Regions from separate parts of the Mus musculus genome. Here region 1 is linked to region 2. A link is a contact called in public targeted proximity ligation data. All regions are on one chromosome and are shown on one strand. The core of a region is the stretch at or near the end of the contact, and the rest is flanking DNA. Distances in the headings are between cores, read along the strand shown. Region 1 holds the start of Slc35g1 (solute carrier family 35, member G1). Region 2 overlaps Gm33036 (a long non-coding RNA gene).

What was found.
Region 1: a contact with region 2 is called in a targeted proximity ligation map of intestinal villus epithelium, with 42 read pairs. A contact is called at or near these places in 2 of 39 promoter capture datasets (embryonic stem cells and liver), 5 of 484 Hi-C or Micro-C datasets (embryonic stem cells, liver and nephron progenitors), 10 of 130 datasets of targeted methods (CD8 T cells, the SCID.adh cell line, embryonic fibroblasts and 4 more) and 4 of 9 other capture datasets (adipose tissue, embryonic stem cells, liver and 1 more).

The regions. Positions count from the first base shown.
Region 1 is chr19:38,394,103-38,398,841 of GRCm38.p6, forward strand. It overlaps Slc35g1 (solute carrier family 35, member G1), which reads left to right and starts at 1,878. Exons shown (of 3, transcript NM_175507.3): 1 at 1,878-2,199. The coding sequence starts at 2,013.
Region 2 is chr19:38,350,965-38,355,723 of GRCm38.p6, forward strand. Gm33036 (a long non-coding RNA gene) reads right to left here. Exons shown (of 4, transcript XR_003952856.1): 3 at 3,802-3,832; 4 at 1,275-1,832. Among named protein-coding and RNA genes, the nearest start is that of Gm32960, 4.6 kb to the left of the region's middle.

The DNA of each region.
Region 1 (4,739 bases), core at 628-3,127, 43 kb after region 2:
TACACCGTGGCTGTGCTCTGCAGGTGCTAGCCCAAATCTGGCGCCAACCCCTTTGCGGGTGCATGCAAATTAAGGTGCCGGGCAGACTGACCAATCCCAGGAGGACACAAAGCTTTTCCCTGTGCTGGGGTGTATATAAGGAGTCCTCCCTGGGTTCCCGTAGCAGCATCAAGGCGTTCCTGCAATAAAGCTGTTGAGAAGAATCCGACAGTGTTGCGTTTTCCTTGCCGAGGTGGGCGCAACAGTTTGTTTGAAGATAGGGTTTCTCTGTGTAGCCCTGGCAGTCTTGGAACTCTATAGACCAGGATGGCCTCAAACTCAGAAATCTGCCTGCCTCTGCCTCCCAAGTGCTGGGATTAAAGGCCTGTACCACCACTGCTCTGCAAGAGCTAACACTTCAGTGAGTTTGGAAAAGTATTTTTTTTTTAAAGAGGAGGAATTTCTAAGAAATATTAAATATGAGTCTTTTCTATCAAATACTTATAAAACGAGTTTAGGAGAAGGAATCAACGTCCTTTTATCTCACCCATACGCAAATGTTTCCATCTTTCCCACCACCCATTAAAATGTCTGTTTACACAAAGCCCAGTGCTATATTCCAGGAATTGCAGAACCAAAGATCAGCTTCCCCTTTCCCCTTCTTCCTTCATTTCAAGAGGGCCAGTTCTTAAAAAACTGGCGATGGAATAAGACTGTGAGGTTTGACCCCAGCCAATGGGGAAAAAGACGAAGTCCCATCTAAGGGGGAATGAAAAATAAATGCATTTCCTGTCTACGAGTTCCATCTTCAGAGTACACCCTCTTTTTTTTTTTTCCATTTTTTATTAGGTATTTAGCTCATTTACATTTCCAATGCTATACCAAAAGTCCCCCATACCCACCCACCCCCACTCCCCTACCCACCCACTCCCCCTTTTTGGCCCTGGCGTTCCCCTGTACTGGGGCATATAAAGTTTGCGTGTCCAATGGGCCTCTCTTTCCAGTGATGGCCGACTAGGCCATCTTCTGATACATATGCAGCTAGAGTCAAGAGCTCGGGGTACTGGTTAGTTCATCAAGAGTAAAATTTACCCCGCCTAGGCCCTTCACTTGGAATATCGGTCTCTTTCTTTGAAATCTGGAGCTAACAGAGCTGAGGTAGCTACTTGTCTCAGTTTGTTGAGACAGCCCCCTTTGCCTTGCAATTTTTGTTTGTTTGGATGGTTGGTTTTGGTTTTGTGGAGAAAGGGTTTCTCTGTGCTGCCAGGGCTTTCCTGGAACTCGCTCTGTAGACCAGGCTGGCCTTGAAGTCACAAAGATCCTCTTCACTCAATTTGCCACCACACCCAGGTGCCTTGCATTTTTAAAGAGCCCTCCTTTTCAATTTTATGTTTCAATCTTTATGTTTACACCTTAAATTCTTGGACAGGTCGAAGTGTGTTTAAAAACTCACATAATGCTTAGAAGTCCTCGGGGCATCACAGAGGTGATCCATATCAGTAAACAGACACTCAGTCCCTTTTAATTTAATTTAATTTAATTTAATTCATGTATTTATTTAGGGAGGGCGTCTCACTATACAGCCTTAGCTGGCTTTGAACTCACAAACCCACATGCCTCTGTCCCTAACTGCTGGGAGTAAGGGCGTGGGCTACCACGCCCAGCTCAGAGGTACAGTCTTTCTAAAGCAGCAGAAGGCCCCAAGACCCGAGGCGCCAGGGCTGAGAACCAAGCGTCCCTCCCTGTCTGTGCAAAGACAGAGGAGGACCAGTGTGCTGTCTAGCCCGACTGCCCTGGGGTGGGGGTGGGGGACAGTCACCGCGCCAGCTGTAGCCACCGCAGCCGGAGAGCACGAGCGAGCGCAGGCGGCGGGCTCCCCGGGGCGGGAGGGCAGCGGAGGACAAGCGCGCGGAGCCGGGCGCACGCGCACGCGCACACGCACCGGCTCGCCGGGGGCCGGAAGAGCCGAGCGGCCGGGCGGCAGCTGCGGGCGCCAGAAGGCGCGCGGCTGCGGGGAGAGCGCGGGCTGCGGGATGGGGCCCCCGGAGAGCGCGGCGGAGCTTGCAGCCGAGGCGGTGGAGCTGCGCGAGCCCGAGCTGCAGCTCGCGGACCCGGCGTCCCCCGGCGAGGAGCACGTGGACGTCGAGGCGGAGGGCGCCCCTGGCCGCGGCAGGTGCTGGCCGTGTGGAGCCTGGGCGTGCGGCTCGCGTGGGGAGCCCGGTGAGTGCGGGCGGGCGGGGTCGGTCTGGTCCTCTGCGCACCGGCCTGAGCCGAGACCCAGAAAGTTTCCGAGTGTTAATAACCCCAAATTGGTGACGGGGGGTGGGGGGTGGGGGGGTGGGGGACAGGACCTCGCAGTCCAGTGGCAGTCAGAGGTGAAAGGTCACCGAGAGGGGCCAGGCAGCGGGTGGCAGGAAGCCGACTTGGAACCCACATCGTGGGTGTAAACCGATCTTCCTGAACCAAGTTGGAAAGACTGGAGTTCTGGAAGTGTTTGTCACGGAATCTCAGCATCGCAGAGAGGAAGAGTTCAGTGGACCACTGACCCTCAAGCTTTGGGGGGACAGGGGGACTTTTTAGCTACTGGCTTAAAACGAGGTACACCTTGCGAGGAGCCTCGGTGAAGAACCCTTAACTTTCGTTCAAATTCCCCTAACAAAGAAGTAAAGAGAGGCCGTGGAAGATGGGGGTTCGGGATTCGGTCTCACCCCACCTCCATCTGCCAAGGTCTGGGTAGGGCAGGTCCAGACAGCACTAGGTAAGGCTCTCTACTTTTGCCAGAGACTCTGTCTGCCTAGGGCCCTTTCCACTAAATAGCTTTCCAGTAAGAAGCCCATCTTTTAGACCTTTCTCAATCTAATCTCCGGGGTCTCTTCCCCTGAATATGCCCTACGACTTCTGTGCCTCTTGTCCCACTCAGGTTCCTACCTTCTTAGTTGTGTTTTTCTGAGTTAAGAGAGAAAAGTCTCGGGGAGATGAGTATTGCTACATTTCTGTCCTGAAAGCAAAGAGAAAAGATCTCGGGTTTCTGATTTTGTTTGCATGGATAGGTTACCCCATGTTGGGCTGACTAACCCGGGAGCTCCTGAGGTCAGTTTTTTTTCTAGTCACCCTATGGGTGGATGTCATTCTGGCCTAATGTGGAACTGGGCCTTGCAAACTCTTTAGTTTTCCATTCGGGCATGAATGAAGGGGTCTGCATACTTACTCAGGCAGCACGTGCTAAAAATGTCAGCACATCGTGAATGCCCAGGAATCTTGCCCTTCAATTTCAAGACAAGTTTCTAACAGTTATTTTGAAAACAAAGCACAAGCCACTATAAGCCAAAAGTTGGCATTGGATTTTTGACTGGCTCATTTTAGACTCTGTGTGCAGTCTAGGCTGGCTCACACTCTGTTGTCTTGCCTAAGCCTCCTTGAGTGCTGGGGTTAAGGGCCTCCATCATTATGCCTGGCTTTCAGACTCTAGATCTTAGTGGTTTCTTAACAAAACTCACCTTCAAGCTTAGGTTGGAACTGGATACCCTTACCCAGTTTAGAGGTTTGCTGATTCTTGTTTGCTGTTTCCCGTACAGTGTAGAGTCTGTACTAAAGAGAGAGAGTTGTCTTAGCCCTGTGCACCCCATTTTCCTGCTGGAGTGAGCACTTGGCATAGTGTACCAGGCCTTCAGCTAGCATCTACAAAGTTCCAAACCTAAGTTACCCCCGTGATCCTAAATCAGGTCCAGGTTACTGCAGTGTGGAGAAGCCAAGTAAAAAAAAGGTTTTTTTACCCTCTTCTGGAAGTTGTCTGGTGACTGCTTAATTTGAGTCATTAAACGCTCAACTTGTGTAGAGTGATTAGATACACCTTTCAGTGGATGTTAGCGTGGTATACATGAGAAAATGCCTCTTTGGGCTGCTTTGCTGGTCACCATTTTCACAGGGAATTGAAATTATCATGTAATAAGAAACTGAGGTTGCCCAAACAGAACTATTCCTTGTCTTCACTAACAATCCATTTCGATTCAACCCTCTGTTACCTGCCTGTACATAATCAGAAAACAGGAACCTTAAATATTTGTATGTTTTTTTATTTGGGCATGGTGGCACAAGTCTTTGGAGAGAGGGGAAGTGGGACTCTGAATTGGAGGCCAGCCTGATCTAGGACCGCCCGGGCCATATAGGGAGATCCTGCCTCTAAATACATAAATGAATAAATAAATAAATGCACACACATACATATATCTTATATACATAGAAAATATTTTAAAGCAAAAAACCCACTTTTGGAGTTAAATATTACACTGTTATAATTCTTTTTTTGTTTTGTTTTTTAAAAACATTTTTTATTATTTATTTATTTTATATGAGTCCACTGTAGCTGTTATCAGACACACTGGAAGAGGGCATTGGATCCCATTACAGGTGGTTGTGAGTCACTGTGTGGTTGCTGGGAATTGAACTCAGGACCTCCGGAAGAGCAGTCAGTGCTCTTAACCTCTGAGCCACCTCTCCAGCCCACTGTTAAATTCTTAAAGAAAAGGCAATGGGTTTACTTTGGAGAGATCCTTGAATTAATAAACCAGGAAGATGTTTTCTGTCCTAGGACTCCTCATTTTCTTCTGTCTGAGAATGGAGGTTTCTTTTGAGAAAACTTGTTTTATTTGGATCTAGATTTTGTAATTTCAGAAGCCCAATTCTAAGGCCGACCACAGCCAAGGCATGTGTTTTGTGGTGCTTCACTTGGCAGTCTCAGGCCTCCTCCTGGTGCCCCAGTG
Region 2 (4,759 bases), core at 642-3,141:
TCTCTGGCAATGGGCATTCTTGGTTACCTTCGCCTTTGGCTACAGGCATCTTGCATGACTAGTATTTATGTTACATCAGAGACTCCAGATGGATGCTATGATGTCTCTGGAGACTGGGGAGATAGCTCGATGGGTAAAATGCCTCTGTACAAACACAAAGAGCCAAGTTTAGATGCTCAGTGCCCAGTTAAAGCCAGTGTGGCAGTGCACGTCTCTAGCTCCTGTGCTGAGGTCAAAGCCAGGAGGGGCCTTGCCTACCAATCAGTCGAGTCTAGCTAAAAGAGCAACCTCTAGATTCAATGAGACCCAGTCAGAAAAACTAAGGTGAATACATATCTAGCCTTCCTTTGTGTATCTAGTATGACATTTTTACTATGTGTTTGGATTATTTTATTGGTTTATTGATAATAGGTCTGTTGGTTGAGTGAGTGAGTCAGAGTCTTACTATCAGCCCAGGCTAATCTAGAACGCTGTATGTAGCCCAGATTGGCCTTGAACTTGTGATCCTCTTGTGACTCAGCAACCTAAGCAACAGAATTTGAGGAATGTGCCATCATGCCTGGATTCTCTTCTTTTTGTTGTTTTTATTTGAGATGGGAATCTTATGACTGGCCTGGAGTTTACTATATAGTTCAGGCTGGCCTGGACAGTGTAACGGTCCTCTGGTATCAACCTGTTCAACGCTGGAAGTGGATACATAAGTCCCACACTGGCTTTTTCTTCCATCCTTCCTTCTTTCCTTCCTTCCTTCCTTTCTTTCTGTTTGTTTTTTTCAGGACAGGGTTTCTTCGTGTAGCCCCAGCTGTCCTGGAACTCACTCTGTAGACCAGGCTGGTGTCAGACTCAGAGATCTGCCTGCTTCTGTCTCCCAAGTGCTGGGATTAAAGATTTACACCACCACTTCCAGTCATACCTGGCTTCTTGTCCCTCACCTTACCTATCATGTAGCCTCGCCCTCTCTCCGGTATTCAATAGGCATTTACTACAAAGGTAAACTAGCACTGTTTATCTTTATTAGCTTCCACACCCTCTACTTTCTTCTGTAAAGCAATTTAGTGCTTTTTGAACCTGTGTCTCTGAACTTGAAGTCCTAAAGCAGGCACCTTCCCCCCCACCCCCATACACAAGCAGGCACACACACACACCTACACACACACACACACACACACCCCTAAAGTTCTTTCATCGCCACGGTGCTTGGATTAATGAACATTTCTGAGTCTACTCCTTGGCTTTACAGTAAAGAGACAAAGTCTCGTATCACTCACTAATCATGAGATAAACACAAATGCACTTTATACATTGTAAACATGATAAAAAAAATGTAAAGCTAAGATTACTGCTTACCACAGGGAGATGGAAACATACGACAAAGTATATATCAAAATAGAACTTTAACCTAACCCCTGCTCAGGGAACCAACCCCATCTACAGCAAATAGCTTTCGAAGTCAGCCTATCCTACAACCCCTGATGGATTAGTTACTAATTCCACAAGTGAGCTTCTATCAGAGCTCCTCTATCTGCTGCCCGGCTTGCTCAGCCCTTGATAGTGACTGACACTCCCCAATCCTCTCAGCTACCTGCTTTCAGTTCTGTACTGATAGAGGAAATCAAATGTGTGCCCCAGCCAATCACATAGGATGCCTTACTTCATGGTAGCCAACTAAAGCTTCTGCATGCCAACAGAATCCATGAGGGACAGGCCCTTTTTCACTCTTTAAAGTTTTCATAACTCCTTGCAGTCCCCACCAGAGCGCAGTAGTGGCAGCTGGCTCTCTTGGGTTAGCAGATCAAAAGAAATAGCTTTTGCTTTCCTTTTCTGTCTGCTGCCTGGAAACAACAAGAAAACAAGAAAAAGACTAAGCATCCATAGACCAGAAAACAGATTTGCTTTTACATAACTGCAGTCTTGAGCTTAAATTTGAAGAAGGCTGGTGTGAGCAATGGCTCATTTTGTGATAGATGCTGACACCTAGTGGCCACAATTGGTAGTTAAAAGTATAATATGTTGCCGGGCATGGTGGCACACGCCTTTAATCCCAGCACTCAGGAGGCAGAGGCAGGGGGATTTCTGAGTTCGAGGCCAGCTTAGTCTACAAAGTGAGTTCCAGGACAGCCATTGATACACAGAGAAACCCTGTCTCGAAAAAACAAACAAACAAACAAACAAAATAAAAACAACAAGAACAAAAGTATAAGATGTTTTAGCCCAAAATAAAGAAAAGCTGTGATCCCGATGGTGGAGGGCTGGGAGTGGGTGCGGATCACAGCGGGGGGTGGGGGTGGGGCGGGTAAGAACATAGTCCTCAGGGAATGGAGGCCTACGGATGAGGACAGAGCTAAGGAAGGGAATCATGGATGGCTCCTGGAATGCCATTGGAGTTGACCCCAAACTCTGCCTTGTTAGTTTTAAGACTCCTGTCGCAGGATTGCTTATCTTGTTGTCCAAGTGTTTTTGCCTTCATGTGCACAGTACATTTCCCAACCACAGGTGCTCGGCTTTCAAGTCACCCCAGAGGGAAATGTTCCTTAATCACCATCGTTAGTATTGCCAGCAGCTTCAGGGTGCCAACTTCGTACTTCTGGGCTAAGTGCTTTGTAAGTAAGTAGACAGACTGGAGTCAGACGACAGTACACAAAATCTTGTCATTCATAAGTTGTTAATTTTGAGTAAGTGGCTTCATTTCTTTGTCTTTAAGGTGGAGAGGGCCATCATGTCTTTTTTTGTTGTTGTTGTTTTTCGAGACAGGATTTCTCTGTGTAGCCCTGGCTGTCCTGGAACTCACTTTGTAGACCAGGCTGGCCTCGAACTCAGAGATCCACCTGCCTCTACCTCCAGAGTGCTGGGATTAAAGGCGTGCGCCACCACGCCCGGCTTCACAAGCATTTTTGAGAGAGTTTAGATAATCCACATATGTAAAGTGCTCAGAACAGTAGCTAGGGTACCCTAAATGCCAAACAATTACTAATGACATTACCTACATTTATCTTTACAACACTTTGAAGTAAATATTATATCTCTTATACTAGGCAAGAGTAAGAAACGTTTTCAGCTTTGGGCAACAGAAAAACATGACTAACAGTGGCTCCTGGTTTTGCTTCCTCTCTCAGATAATGAGCAAGCAAGGGGTCGAGGTAAGTGGCTGCTGGCACTGGGTCCTGGCTCAGAGATGTCAGAGCCAGCGCCTCAGAACTTTCTAGGGCTTTCCTTCAAGGTGGTATTGTTCCAGTTCCAAATATCATGTTCAACAACAACAACAACAACAACAACAACAAAAACAAAACCCAAGAGCAGGGGAAGAAACTGGGGCTGTGTGTGTCCATTTGCTTCTTTTTTGCTTTCTTTCATCAGAAAAACTAAAACATTTTCCACTAAAGTCTGCTTCTGTTCTGTTGGCCGAAACTGTCACTTGGCTACTCCTAGCTGAAAAGGCTCATGGGAAGTGAGTCTTTAACTTTCCCAGTTTACACAATAGAAGGCAACAGGGGAGAAGGGAGCAGAAGATAACTATTGTCAGCTATCTGGCTATGTGCCACACCTTAGAAAAGGAGAGGAAGTGAAATACACAGGCAAGAGAAACCATGGAAATTTCCCCAAGATAGATTAAAAAGTGAACCATGAGGGGGAGGTATGCTGGGACAAATAACAGCAGATAAAGGGAGAAGGCAGGTGGTTAGAAAAATCAGACTTCATAAACTAAGCTGTGTTGGGCCTGACTGTTAATAGAAAGTCTTGCGACCAAAATCCATACACCTTGTGGATCCAAACATTTCCAATTCTAAAGCGACATGGCGATACCTGCGTTGATGGAGCATGCCATCGTGAGAACCTGCGGAGACACAATGGAAGCAAGACTATAAGATGAGATTTCAATAGATGGAAAACCCTTTATGGATACCTATAAAGTATACCGTAGGATACCGTGTATCATATCAATAAGGGGTTAGCCTTGCTCAGGAGCCTGATGGGAAACAGATGGCTTTTGAATGTTGCGCCAAGTGTAAAAGAATGAGCGCGGTGTGATGACTGAAAGAGCCTAAAGGTGGCGCTCGTGGAGCTAGTAAGAGAAGGGGCGGGGCCGGGGGGAAAGGGTGTAGCTCGGTTGGTAGAGCTTTTGCCTAAGCAGGCATAAAATCCTGGGATACAATCCCAGCATGACATAAACCATGTCTGATGATTCATAACTGTAATCCAACTCTTGGAAGGTAGATGCAGGGAGATCAAAAGTTCAAGGCCAGCTTCTTCTGCTACATTGTTATTCTAGTTTGGGATCAACCTGGGTTACATGAGATTCACACACACTTCATTTGCCAAGTGTTGACATTTTAACAAGACAAGTTTTTTTTTTTTTTTTTAAACAAGACAAGTCTTAAGATAAAGTAGATCTTTATCTTAAAGATGATTCTGCTTTTTCTTTAAGATACAGATGATTTCTAAATAGCAATAACAGGGACGGAAGACAATTTTTTTGGAAAGCCATTTGTTTTTATCATGGTAAAATATGCATGATATAAAATTCCACATTTAGCCGGGCGTGGTGATGCACGCCTTTGATCCCAGCACTTGTTAAAATGTCAACACTTGGCAAATGAAGTGTGTGTGTGTGTGTATCTCCTGTAACCCAGGTTGGTCCCAAACTAGAACTAGCAATGTAGCAGAAGAAGCGGGCCTTGAACTTTTGATCTCCCTTCATCTGCCTTCCAAGAGTTGGATTACAGGAGGCAGAGGCAGGCAGATCTCTGAGTTCGAGACCAGC